Linked DNA regions of Mus musculus: region 2 is linked to region 1. The links are chromatin contacts, called in public Hi-C maps. All regions are on one chromosome and are shown on one strand. The core of a region is the stretch at or near the end of the contact, and the rest is flanking DNA. Distances in the headings are between cores, read along the strand shown. Region 1 overlaps Gli2 (GLI-Kruppel family member GLI2). Region 2 overlaps Gli2 (GLI-Kruppel family member GLI2).

Region 1 (5,847 bases), core at 2,322-4,821:
CTGCCCTGCAAACATGGTGATGCTGTCCCTCCTGCTCATAAGAGGGAAACCGAGGCACTGGACAGCAACCTGCCCCTTTCTTGGCATAACTTGTGTTAGACTATCTCTTGTTGGGATAGGTAACGGAGAGAATAACTTGAGAGGAGATTTATTTGAGCTCAGGTTTCGTGGACTTCAGTCCATGTCCTCCGGCTCCATAGTCATAAGCCCATGGTGAGGCAGAGACGCTCACCATGTCTCTTGGTGGCAGGATCTTGTGACAGAGGAGGCTGCTCATTACATGGCAGCCAGGAAACAGAGAATTAAGAGGGATCCAGAGGTAAAACACACCCCTTTAGAGTTGGGAAGATGCCTCAGTTGGTCCTGTGCCAGCCAAGGACCCCTAGGATGCACTTTAAAAAGCCAGTCATGGTGGTGAACACTTGTAAGCCTGGTGCCAGGGTGGCAGGTCACTGGGGCTTACTAGGCAGCTGTCTGCTGAAGTGAGAGATACTGTCCCAAGAAATAAGTAGAGAGCAACTAAGGAAGCCACCTGATGTGGACCTCTGGCTTTCACAGGTTCATGGACATGCCTGAACAACTCTCCCTCTCCCTTCTCCCTTCTCTGTATCCCTCTTCCTCTCCCTCCTTCCCTCTTTCTCTCCCTCTCTCCTCCTTCCCCTCCCTCTTCTTCTCCCTCCCTCTTTCTCTCCCTCTCCCCCTCCTCTTTTCCCTCCTCCTCTCTCTCCCTCTCTTTTCCTCTCCCCTTTCTCCCTTCCTCTGTTTTTCTTTCTACCTTTCTGTCCCTCTCCCCCTCCCCCTCCCTCCCTCCCTCCCTTCCTGTCTCTCTCCCTCCCTCCCCCCTTCCCCCAAAGGCATGCCTGTAATGACCTACTTCCTCCAACCAGGCTCAGTTCCCAATAATGTTATCAATTATGTATCTATCCATGGGTTGATTCCTTGATGGTTCATTAATCTGATGAAAAGTAGAGTCCTTATAATCCAGTCACTTCCCAGGACGCTGCCCTCCAGCTGTCAGGCAGGCCTTTAAGGACACTTCAGAGTTAAACTATAACACATTCCCAGCCATGGCACAGGTAGGATTTGAACTCCAGGCAGCCCGATTCCTGCCGCATCTCCCCCTGCTCTGAGAACATAAGATTCTCAGCTCAGACACGTGCTCAGTGGCATGGGGCAGACAGCTCATTTATAATGGAGCCTGGCCCATAAAAGTTTAATGAGGAGCTTGTCTGATAAGATGCCTAGTGTTTGATCTTTGTGAATGCCAGCTGCTCATGTAAGAGGCGCTTCCTGGCCGTGACTCTGGGGAGCATTGATGGGGTCAGCTGGGGGCAGCAGTCAGTGGGGAGTGAAGATGTAGTTAGTCCTGTTGAGAAGGGCTGCATGGGGAGCCCTGTGTTCTCAGAAGCTGCAGGGGCAGGCTTCTGGCCAGGATTTCCTACAACACCAGGAAGTGACCCTCTGATTCCTCTCCTGTCCCTTGGGGTTCTGTTGGACGTTCGCCCCCTCTGCACTCTAAGGATGAAGGCAGAGCTGGGTAGGGCTAGGATGTGAATCTTACTATATATTCTCAGTACATACAGGGGCTGGCTGATTAACCACCACATGCCTCAGTTTCTCCTTCTCTAAAATGGGGGTGTGTTTGTATCCTTGTAATGGTTGATACTGTCAACTTGACAGTATATAGAGTCACCTAGGAGAGAAACCTCTAGTCCTGCTGTGGGGAAGGACTTAGATTAGGTTAAGATGAGAAGACCCACTCCCATCATGAGTGGCGTCCTTCAGTGGACTGGGTCCTGGACTTAAAGGCAAAGCTTTCAGAGCACCAACATTCATCTCTCTGCTTCCTGACTGGATGTGATGTGACCAGCCACCACATAGACCACCCCGGCCATTACGGACTGTACCATTAAAAACTGTGGGCCACAATAAACCTTCCTTCCTTAAGTGGCTTTTTGTCAGGCATTTTGCCACAGTCTTGAGAAAAGGAGCCAACACAGCATGGAAAAGGTTAATGTGAGGATAAGATGAGTTGTTATATATCATTACATACCATGTGTGCTGTCGTGGGAGCCTGGATTAGAAGTCCCCTCAAAAGCCCCTGTCCACGGATTCGTGGGAGGAAGTTAAGTCATGGGGGTGTTGCTCTTGGAAGAGATACTGGGACCTTGGCCTCCTGTGAGATAGAGAAGCTGGCCCGACCACCTTCCCTTGTCCTCCCTGTAATGTTCTCTGCCACCCCAGGTCAAATCCCACCCCAGCATCCAAGGACTTGGTGCCTGTGACTTTCAGAACTGAGAGCCAAAACAAACCATTTGTGTGTGTGTGTGTGTGTGTGTGTGTGTGTGTGTGCACGCGCGCGTGCGTGTGCGCATGCATTGTATGTATATGCATGTGCACATGGAGACCTGAGGTCAATTCCTCTATCACCCTCGACGTTGATTTTTGAAACAGGATCTCTCACATGCTTAGAACTCACTGATGGCTGAGCTGCCCTGGGTATCCTATTTCTTCCAAGTACTGGGATTACAAGGGTACACCACCTCACCCTGTTTTTATCTTATTAAATTAGTTCAGAGAGTCAAACTCTGGTCTTCATTCTTGACTGGTAAACGCTTCGCAGTTGGGCTGTCTTCCCAGCCCCAGCCGTCCTTCTTTCTGAGTTGATTTATCTCACATATTTGCAAAGCTCAGTGACACCGTGTGTGCAGAAGCATGGCAGTCCCACAGCATCCTGAGCACACACCCCACACACAGAGAAAAGAAAGATAGAAGAGGAGGAGGGAGGGGGGAGCAGATTGTAGGGTGACAGGCTTAAAGGATTGTGGGCTAACAGGCTGGAAGGAAGGAGATGTGGAACCTCACACATGAAAGGGGGGACCAGTGTTTATCAGCAGAAGGGCCTGCCTCTTCTCTGTAGGCCAGCCCACAGAGACTGTCTGGATACAGTGCTGCTGAGGAGAGAACCTTCCCCAGGCACGCACTAGCCAGTACTGCCTTTGAGAGTTTATTTGCGCCCCAGGATTAACCTGTCTAGCTTTGATGGGCGAGCAGGACATTCCACACAGTTCTTGGCAAGGCTAAGCTGTCAAGTCCGCCACGTTTGTCTGCCATCCCTACAGACTCTTCTTTCCTGAAAGCACCCTCCTCTTCCTCCTCCTCTTCATCCCCCTCTACCTCTGAGACCAGTACCAGCCTATTCCCATCCAGGGCTTCAAGGCATTGACTTTCTAGAAGATTCCATTCAGTTGTGCTCAGCCAAGGGTGGGTTATACTATAGACCAAGACTTCACATTCCCAGTGGTAACCAGTGTCCAGGTCCCCCAGAGAGGATCTCATTTTGACAAGTTGCTCCTGGCCTTTCCCCTGGCCCAGCTGTGTTCCTGGCCTTACTTCTTACCTGGAGCAAGTCCAAGGCTATCTCAAGCCTGTATCCCAGCACCTATTCGCCTGAACGACAAGCACTCTGCTAGCTCTTATCGTTGAACTTTTTTTTTTCCTCATGTAGCCCAGGCCAGCATCTAATTCATCATGTAGCCAAGGATGGTTTTGGATGCCTGGTCCTCCTACGTCCACTTCCGCAGTGCTAGAATTGTAGGCATGTACTACCACGCCTGCTTTATTTATTCCGTGCTAAGGATAGAGCCAGGTTTTCGTGCATGCTAAGCAAGCCCTCTACCAACTGAGCTGTGTCCCCAGGCCCTTCCTATGTTCTTGAACACATCTGGAACTAGGCGTGTGAAATAGCAGTGCCTTCCTGCCCTTCTGGCTCTCAGGGAGCTGAGATCAAGAAGGAGTGTGTGGGCGTGACCAAACCTCTGTTAACTGCTGCAGCTGGGGCTTTTAGAACCACTCTGTATGGCCTTTGTGGCCTCCGTTTTATGACCTCATTTCCCTACGCAAACATCAGTGTTTACTTAGTGAGATATCTCCAAATCCAAATACTGATTACTCTTCAAGAACTCTGTTGAGGGATGAGGGCAAAAACTCAGAGCTCAGCTGGGTCTGGTGAACACAGGCTCTGTAGCAGGCCTGGGGATCTGCAGGGCCCAATGTAGATTCAAGTGCATCTGTCAAAATGAATCCACCAGATAGGACTAGGGCTGGCCAGTAGGGATACAGAGCAGCAGATGTCATCCACAGCTCTGATGGAACACCAGAGTGACAGAGGGACATGCCTGAAATGCTTTCTAGTAGCTTCCATAATTTCTTCACTACAGGCTCCATTCTCCATTCCAGGGACCTCACCCATTCAGCCAACCTCACCAGAGGCCTGGATCCCTGCAGCCATCCTTTCTCTAAAATCTGGGTCTGCTAAATATCAAAAACAAGTGGCTCAGTGAAGCCTCACAGAGACAGATCAGCCAGCATGACCAAGGCACTCTCGTGCTGTGCCCAGCCTGAGTGTTATGGGAGAGGGTCTGAGTCCCAGGGAATCCACTGAAGCATCTAAGTTCTTGTATTCCAGGTTAGACTGGGGGCTAGAAATACAAATAGAGTTTTTTGAGAAAGTAAAGGCATCCTAGAGAATGAGAATGGGTAAGGTTCTCATGCCTGTTACTAAGATAAAGTAGTATGATGGAAGCAACTTGGGGGGACAAAGGATTTATCAGGCTCCAGGTTATAATTCATCATTGGGGGTCAGGGAAAGTCAAGGAGTTAGGAACTTAAAGCCACTGGTCATGTTACATCTGCAGTCAGAAGAAGAGACCAACAAATGCATCCAGACAGGTCAAGATCCCTTGCCTAGGGAATGATGCCACCCACAATAGGTGGGTGTTGACAATCAGATACTGCAATCAAGACAGGTTCCCCAAAGACATGACCACTGAGTGGCTCAATCTTGATAATCCTTCACTGAAAAATTTCCCAAGTGATTCTAGATTGTGTCAAGTTGACAATTAAAACCAACCACCACAACTAGTCCTTAGAGATAAGCCCTCAAAGCACTGGCCAGGAGCCACATGACCCTTTGTAGGTCATTTATGTAGCACCTAACTCACACACATTTACATACTGTGAGCTTTTCTTGTTCTGTGTGTTGTATGAAGTCCAGGCAACCAAGTGTTTCTAGTCTTTTCCTACCACTGGCTTATTTTATATATTATTATTGATGTGGATTTTTTTTCTAGTCCCATGTACTTCTTACTTCCAGTGTAGTCGAGTGACCTTGTACTGAGTCCAAAAATGGCACTGGGGATGAGCCAGGACTTTGGGAGCCCCATGTCACCATCTTCCTGCCCTAGGTCTCTCACTTCTCTGTTATCTACAATTATGAATTCTTCATCCCCAATTTCCATGCCAATTTCTCTTTGACACATATCCCTAATAGTGTTATTGGCCTAGATGAGCATTTTATATATTATGGCTACCCGTTTCCCTAATGGTGTATTGCTTAGTTTTGCTTTGTGGCTCTTTCTATAAATAATGCAATTGCAGGTATTTTCTTGGGGAACTTGGATCTCATGCTTTATAGTCAGTGTTTTATCTTCTCTGCCTTTATTCCTTCCTTCATCTGTTCATTGTTATTAGCTCATTCTTTCCTGCTGCTCTACAGCAATCTGAATCTCCAGGCATCTGGGGTGCACTTGTGCCCTTCATCATGGGGGACTCCTATGTCCTGTCCTCTGAGCTCCTTGTGTGTGGTGGGTTCTGTAATTCACCCCAGGGGGTTGAAATTTCCAATTCACAGGGGTTTCACATTCTTGTCATCCAGTATGCTGAGATTTTTGCTCCGTGACTTTGCCAACGGAAGATCCCACCCATAGGGTTGAGCAGCTGAGCCACAGCAGGACAGCACTGGCTGGGGAGATAGCTCAGTCAGTAAGTATGATTCCCAGAACACAC
Region 2 (5,847 bases), core at 1,088-3,587, 160 kb before region 1:
AGAGGCCATGGAGGAGAGCTGTTTACTGGCTTATAAGCCAGGACCACCAACCAGCCCAGGGATGTTCCCACCCACAATGGGCTAGACCCTCCCACATCAATCACTAAACAAGAAGATGTCTACTGGACTTGCCCATGGGGCCAATCTGTTTGTAACACTTTCTCAATTAAGGTTCTTTCTTCCAAAATGACTCTTACGTTGTGTCAATACGACCTAAAACTAGTCAGCACACAAGCTCTCATGTGGCCCAGGCTGGCCTCAAACTAATACGAAACAGACAATGGCCTTTAGCTGGAGATCCTCGCCTGCCTCCGCCTTTTGAGAGCAGGGCTCGCAGGCATGTGACACTGCCTGATTTCTGCTGTGCTGGAGCTGCGACTCAGGGCCTCGTGCATGGTCAGCAGGCTCACTCTCTGTTGAGCCACCCCCATGGCCTCCTTTACTGTTCATGCTCCAATTGTTTTTTCAATACTTTACGTTGGTCTGTTTTGTGTGTGTGCATGTGAGTACATACTTGCCGTAGCATGCACGGGAAGAAGGTCAGAGGACAACTTGGGGAAGTCAGTTCTCTTCTGCCATGTGGGTCTCTGTGGTCAAACTCATCTTGGTGACAAGTGCCTTTACGTGCTGAGCCATCTCTCCAGACCCTGGGCTGCTTTGAAGATTTTCTGTGTTTCTAGTTTTCAAACTGATTTTGTGGGGGAGGGGCAAAAGTGGCAATTATTCTCCCTAGTTCTTCCTTCTCCCCTCCTGCTGTGCTGGGGACTCAGTTACGTGTGTGTTGGAGAGTGTCCCATCTCTTTCATAGTAGACGGGCAGAAGCTCCTGTCATCCCTAAGCGTTCACATCCACCACAGGTCACCCCGGGTCCAGCTCTGAAAGTCTGACAGGTCTTCTTACGTCTCCTGAGTTCCCTCTTAAGTTCTGGAACATGTGGTTTGCATGTGGTTAGCACAGCTTCACATTCTTGTCAGCTCCCGTTAACAGCTGTGTCTTCTCTGGCTCAGGGATGGTTTACGTATTTCTTTATTCAGTATAGATTACATTTTCCTGCCGCCTTTTGGTGAGGAGCCCATGCCGGAGAATCTTGGTAGATTCTTGATGCTGTAATTTTCTGCTATTAATTGGTTAACTTTTTTTTTGCTTTCCTGAAAATTTTATGTTTTCTCTGAGATGTGGTTAATTTGCTGGGGAGGGAAGGTTAATCTTTTTTTTTGGGGGGGGGGATAGGGGAGAGCAGGGTCTCTTGTGGCCCAGGCCGATCCTTAGCTATGTAGCCGAGGATCACCGAGGATCATCTTTAACGTGTGATCCCTGCCAAGTGCCGGTATGACAAGTGTGAGTCGCCATGCCTGATTTATGTGGCGCTGAGGATTGAACCCAGGGCTTCCTGAGTGTGAGGCAGGCCCCCTACCTCCTACCTGTACCTCCAGCTCAAAAGTTTCATCTCTGAAGTTGTGTTAATTGGGATGGGGGTGGGAGCTGCTTACAGGTATTGATTCTTTGCATCCAGGCATACTGCTTCTGAGCTCTGTGCTTTCTGAGGCCTGGCTGGTGGGTCTAAGCACCCGTCCTTAAGTGTGTGTCAAGCACCATTCTCTGGCAGCCTTCAGCCTGCTTCCTTCTCGGTACCCTGGGAAGAATAGAACCTAATTGAGTATATTCTACAGGGTCTCAAGACCCTCACATCTCCTCTGTGATACCAGCTTGAATCTCCCCTCTCTGAAGTTGTCATGCAAACTCTGGCATCCGTGGGACTCTTTAGGTGCTTACTGTCTCCTCCACCCAGCAATCTGCTGATCTGCTTGGTCTGCACTAGAACTGCAAACTCTTTCCAGACAGTAAGCTGGGCCTCCTCGTAGGGCTCACCTCCCTTCACTGCCTGGCGTGCTTTAAATGTTTTGTCTGGTTTTTTGGTGGTTTCGGGTGGGAGCCTAAATCTGGTCCCTGTTATTCCATCTCGGCCAGCAGCGGGACATTTAATTTGCATTTTTTCTCACGAGGAGAGCTGTTCCCATTTTAAACAGTGGAAAGTATTCCACGGTCCTGCGGTCCTCACCCCTGAGTGTATCTGTGGAGGGTGTGAGGTGCTTACAGCTGGGAGGGCCAGGGACACCTCACCTCCGTCCCTGAAGCAGAGGCCTCAGAGAACATGTGTGGGCTGGAGATTCGTGTTTTGCCCCGAGTACCACAGGCAACCTCAGCAGCTTGTCCAAGGGCTGTGTGCACAGCTGAGCGTGGGAGCCTCCTCAGAACTACAAAACCCCAGAGTGCTTGGGCTTGCCAGTGAAGGCACTGGTTCAAGATGTTGTCATGGGGAGAAAGGGGAAAGAGGAAGTGGGAAGGGCCTGGTGTGAATGGTGCTGGCTGGGAGGCCTGGCTTGCTCCCCCTGACTGGGCCTCTCAGGCCTGGCTGCAAGACCCTGGGCTTTGTCTCTTCCTTCCCTGTGACAGAGAGCTGGGGCCTAGGCACAGATGTTGTGCTTGAGACCCTCGCCTGCCTAGAAGCTCAGGAGAGAGGAAGCAGTGCTCTCTGGAATGTCTGCATTCAGCTGTGGAGATGGAAAATATCTGCTCAGCCTGTGGCCTTGAGATGGATGGCTGAAGAGACTGTAAATCATCTGTAGTCTGGGAGAGCTGCCTGTGGCCCTCTGTGGCCTGAAGAGAGGGCTGTGGGTGGGCCCTGGGGAGCCCACTGTCCAAATGCCAGGCTAGGAGCCGGAAACTCAGAGAGCCAGAGTGAGGGTCAGTGGGCTCTGGGGACCTGCATCTCCAGAGCTCTGGTTGGCTGCAAGGGAAATGGAGTTGGGATAATTTGTCTGGAGATGTCCAGGCTGACCCAAGACTGAAGGCCAGCTGGCCTGCCCTCCTCACCCAGAGAAAAGGAGAGGCAAGGAGAGGCTGGGGACTGAGCCAGCACTACTCTGCTTAATTGTGTGTATGTGTGCGAGCCTGCATGTGCGTGTGTATATGTGTATATGTGTGAGTGGTGTGTGTGTGTGTGTGTGTGTGTGTATACAGGTACATGGGTACAAGATGTGTTGTGTATGGCAGATGGCAGCCTCGGGCAAGGAGTTTTGCCTTCTATTTTAAACACACTCTTGTGTGCCCCTGTGTGTGTGTGTGCAGGCATGGAGAGACACAGCATACCTGTGGAGGTCAGAGGCTCACTTGTAGGAGTCTAGTTAGCCTGTGGGCTTTGGGGCATTCTCCCATCTCACCCCCACTCTGTAGGAGCATGGGGATTACAGAGCAAGGCTACTTCACCTGAAATCCTAACATACAGGTCAGCATACTTGTGCTGTAAGGCCTTTACCCACTGATGCCTCTCCCAGCCCCTCCAAGCCCCAAGGTTTTGTCATCAAGAGGTCTGGTTTTTTTCTTCCCATACTCTCTGACTGTCTCTTTTCCAAGGTTATCCTAAGGGATGATTGCATACTCATGCATTTGAACGAAAGAGGTGTGTGTGTGTGTGTGTGTGTGTGTGTGTGTGTGTGTGTGTGCGTGCACATGTATGTGTGGTGTGCTCTCTGGGTGGGTGAGGAGAGCATCAGGTGTCCTGTGCTGTCACTCTCAGCCTATTCCTTTGACACAGTCTCTCACTGAATCTGGAGCAGGCAAGTCCCAGCAATCCATCTGGACTCCCTGTACCACACACACACACACACACACACACACACACACACACACTGGGGTTACAGGCAAACCTGCTTGTTTTGATAGATTCTGGGGACTCACGCTTGTAGCGAGCACACTTAACCACTGAGCCATCTCCCTAGACCTTCCTATGTCTAATACTGCATGAATTTTCTCAGTGTCCTACTACATATAGCTGGTAGTTTTCTCTCTGCTTGTAGAAGCATGTGTATGAGGTCATGTGATCCTAAGGACAGCCCAGAGCTGGACAGTCCAGTCTATGTCCCCAGTTGAGAGACCCTGAAGAACATTACATGTTCCAGGGACTTTAGTCAGAGGCTTCTGTAGTTAGACACCGTACAGAGAGCAAAGGGCTGTGCCTGAGCAGGTGTTGTCCCCGGCTCTGGCACTTGGGGCAGCACCTGTTGCAGCAGAGATGGTTTAGCTGTGCGACCTTGGGCAAGGTCTTTGTTATCTCTGTCCTATGAAAGGGGCGTGCCACCTGGTACTAGAACCTGTCCCAACCTTAGACCTTCTTAGAGGTTCGTTCACTCTGGGATTGAGTCCTTCTTGGGTGCCAATTCCAAGATGCAGTGAGTGAGATGCAGACAGTGAGCACTGAAATGTCTGAGCCTACCCACTGGGCATCGGACTGTTTTTAGGGTGTGCCTGGAGATCAGGTCATCTCTGATTTCCTGAGGCTGTGTTAAGAGTCTGAGGTGACTTTCCTTTACTTGTGCATGAAGGTCTAGTTGCAGGGTTATGCAGGAGTGGTGACCACATTTTAATTGTCACCTGATGATGTAGCTGGAGATAGGGCTTAGCTGGTGTTTGCCGAGCATGCATGAAGCCCTGGGTTCCATCCCCAGAACTGAATGTACAGTTCAGTGGTGGGGCTCACCAGTAACACCAGCAGGATGGTAGATGCAGGAGGAGCAGGAATCCAACATTCTCTGTGGCTACATAGAGAAGCTGAGGCCAGCCTGGGCTACTGGAGACTTCTTTTTAATTTTTTTTAATGGGTCATGCCTCTTACTTTACTGATTCTAGAGTACATGGCTCTTCTTTTTAATTTTTTATTTCAAATCATTATCTGAGCTCCTTGGGTACTAGTCTCCTTGAGACCCCTCTAAGCAGACCAGCCACAGAGCACCTTCTGTCTGTCTAGCTCCCCAATTATTGTTGCTGGACCCCTGTGGTCAACCTATTCCTCACCAAGCTCCACCATCTCTTTTTATTCCCCCCTTCTTCCCAAAGTTCCGTGTCTTCTTTCTTGCAAAAACCAAACCAAAACTTGCTGCTGGAATGTTGCCTCTTCATTCCTGTCTGTTAGGCATGCCTTCCCCAGCTCGGTCTGTCCTGGGAAGGTTGTCTGACCCTGGATGCCCTCTTGTGCAATTCTGCTGGGTGGCGAATAGGCTGTGGAGATGGATCTGCCTGCACGGGGCCAGGAGGCCCATGGAAAGGAAGAGGGGGTAAAGGCTGGCCCGGGCCACACCTTGAGGTCGCTGTGGGAAGGTGGTACCTATTTCTCTGTTCCTTCCTTACACTTGTGGGGCTTTTCCTCCTGCTTCTGCACAACCACACCCTGTCCCTCCCTTCCCCATGCATTCTTTCCTGTATTTGTTCTTTTATGTATCCATCCATGCATCACACATCATATATCCACCTACACACTCATGCATCCATTCATCCATCCATCTACCTGCTCACTCCTCTTCCCCTTCCTCTCCTTCCCTCCTCCCCTCCCCCCTCTTTCTATTCATTCATCTTCCCACCTGCCCATCTGTCTATCTTGTCTGTCCATCTCATCTAAACCATCCACCCTTCCATCGGTTTACCATCATCCGGTCAATAAACATCTGTAGAGCACCCGTGAGAGCCAGCCTTTAGCTGAAATTAAGGCTGCGTGCTTGAACAAGAGCTTTGATGGGAGGCTGGATTCCTTCTTTAAGGGGTAGAGTCATCCTGAGGGAGACACGCTTTTCCATGGTGAGGGTGTGGGTGCCATGGCTAATTTAGAATCATCTCCAATATCCAAATGCCCAGTACCCTGTCCATTAAATGACAGCCTGTGAAATGGGGTCTTTGGTGGCTTTTCTACCTTTAGTGATACTGGAGAGACACCCCGAGGACTCTTGGCTCTGGCACAACTCTTAAATGGGGAGGATGGCTCCTTCCACTGAGGACTGGGCAGGGCATCGAGGACAA

What was found. Hi-C and Micro-C count contacts between places; a contact is called where the count stands out from the background.
Region 2: a contact with region 1 is called in a Hi-C map of uterus, with 3 times the contacts expected there. The contact joins two enhancer-like sites. A contact is called at or near these places in 5 of 39 promoter capture datasets (3T3-L1-derived adipocytes, embryonic stem cells, hippocampal neurons and 2 more), 3 of 484 Hi-C or Micro-C datasets (the AML12 cell line, liver and uterus) and 9 of 115 datasets of contacts at active chromatin or transcription factors (embryonic basal ganglia, embryonic fibroblasts, embryonic forebrain and 4 more).

Annotation. Positions count from the first base shown.
Region 1 is chr1:118,876,470-118,882,316 of GRCm38.p6, reverse strand. All of the region lies in intron 3 of Gli2 (GLI-Kruppel family member GLI2), which reads left to right. Among named protein-coding and RNA genes, the nearest start is that of Mir6346, 75 kb to the left of the region's middle. Within about 2 kb of position 3,571, at least 35 of the 459 cell types and tissues checked have an H3K27ac peak or open chromatin away from gene starts, as enhancers often do. A contact at or near this core is called in embryonic limb bud and uterus, where this site is marked.
Region 2 is chr1:119,030,556-119,036,402 of GRCm38.p6, reverse strand. The region is part of intron 1 of Gli2 (GLI-Kruppel family member GLI2); the gene reads left to right. Among named protein-coding and RNA genes, the nearest start is that of Gli2, 20 kb to the left of the region's middle. Within about 2 kb of position 2,337, at least 204 of the 459 cell types and tissues checked have an H3K27ac peak or open chromatin away from gene starts, as enhancers often do. A contact at or near this core is called in embryonic limb bud and uterus, where this site is marked.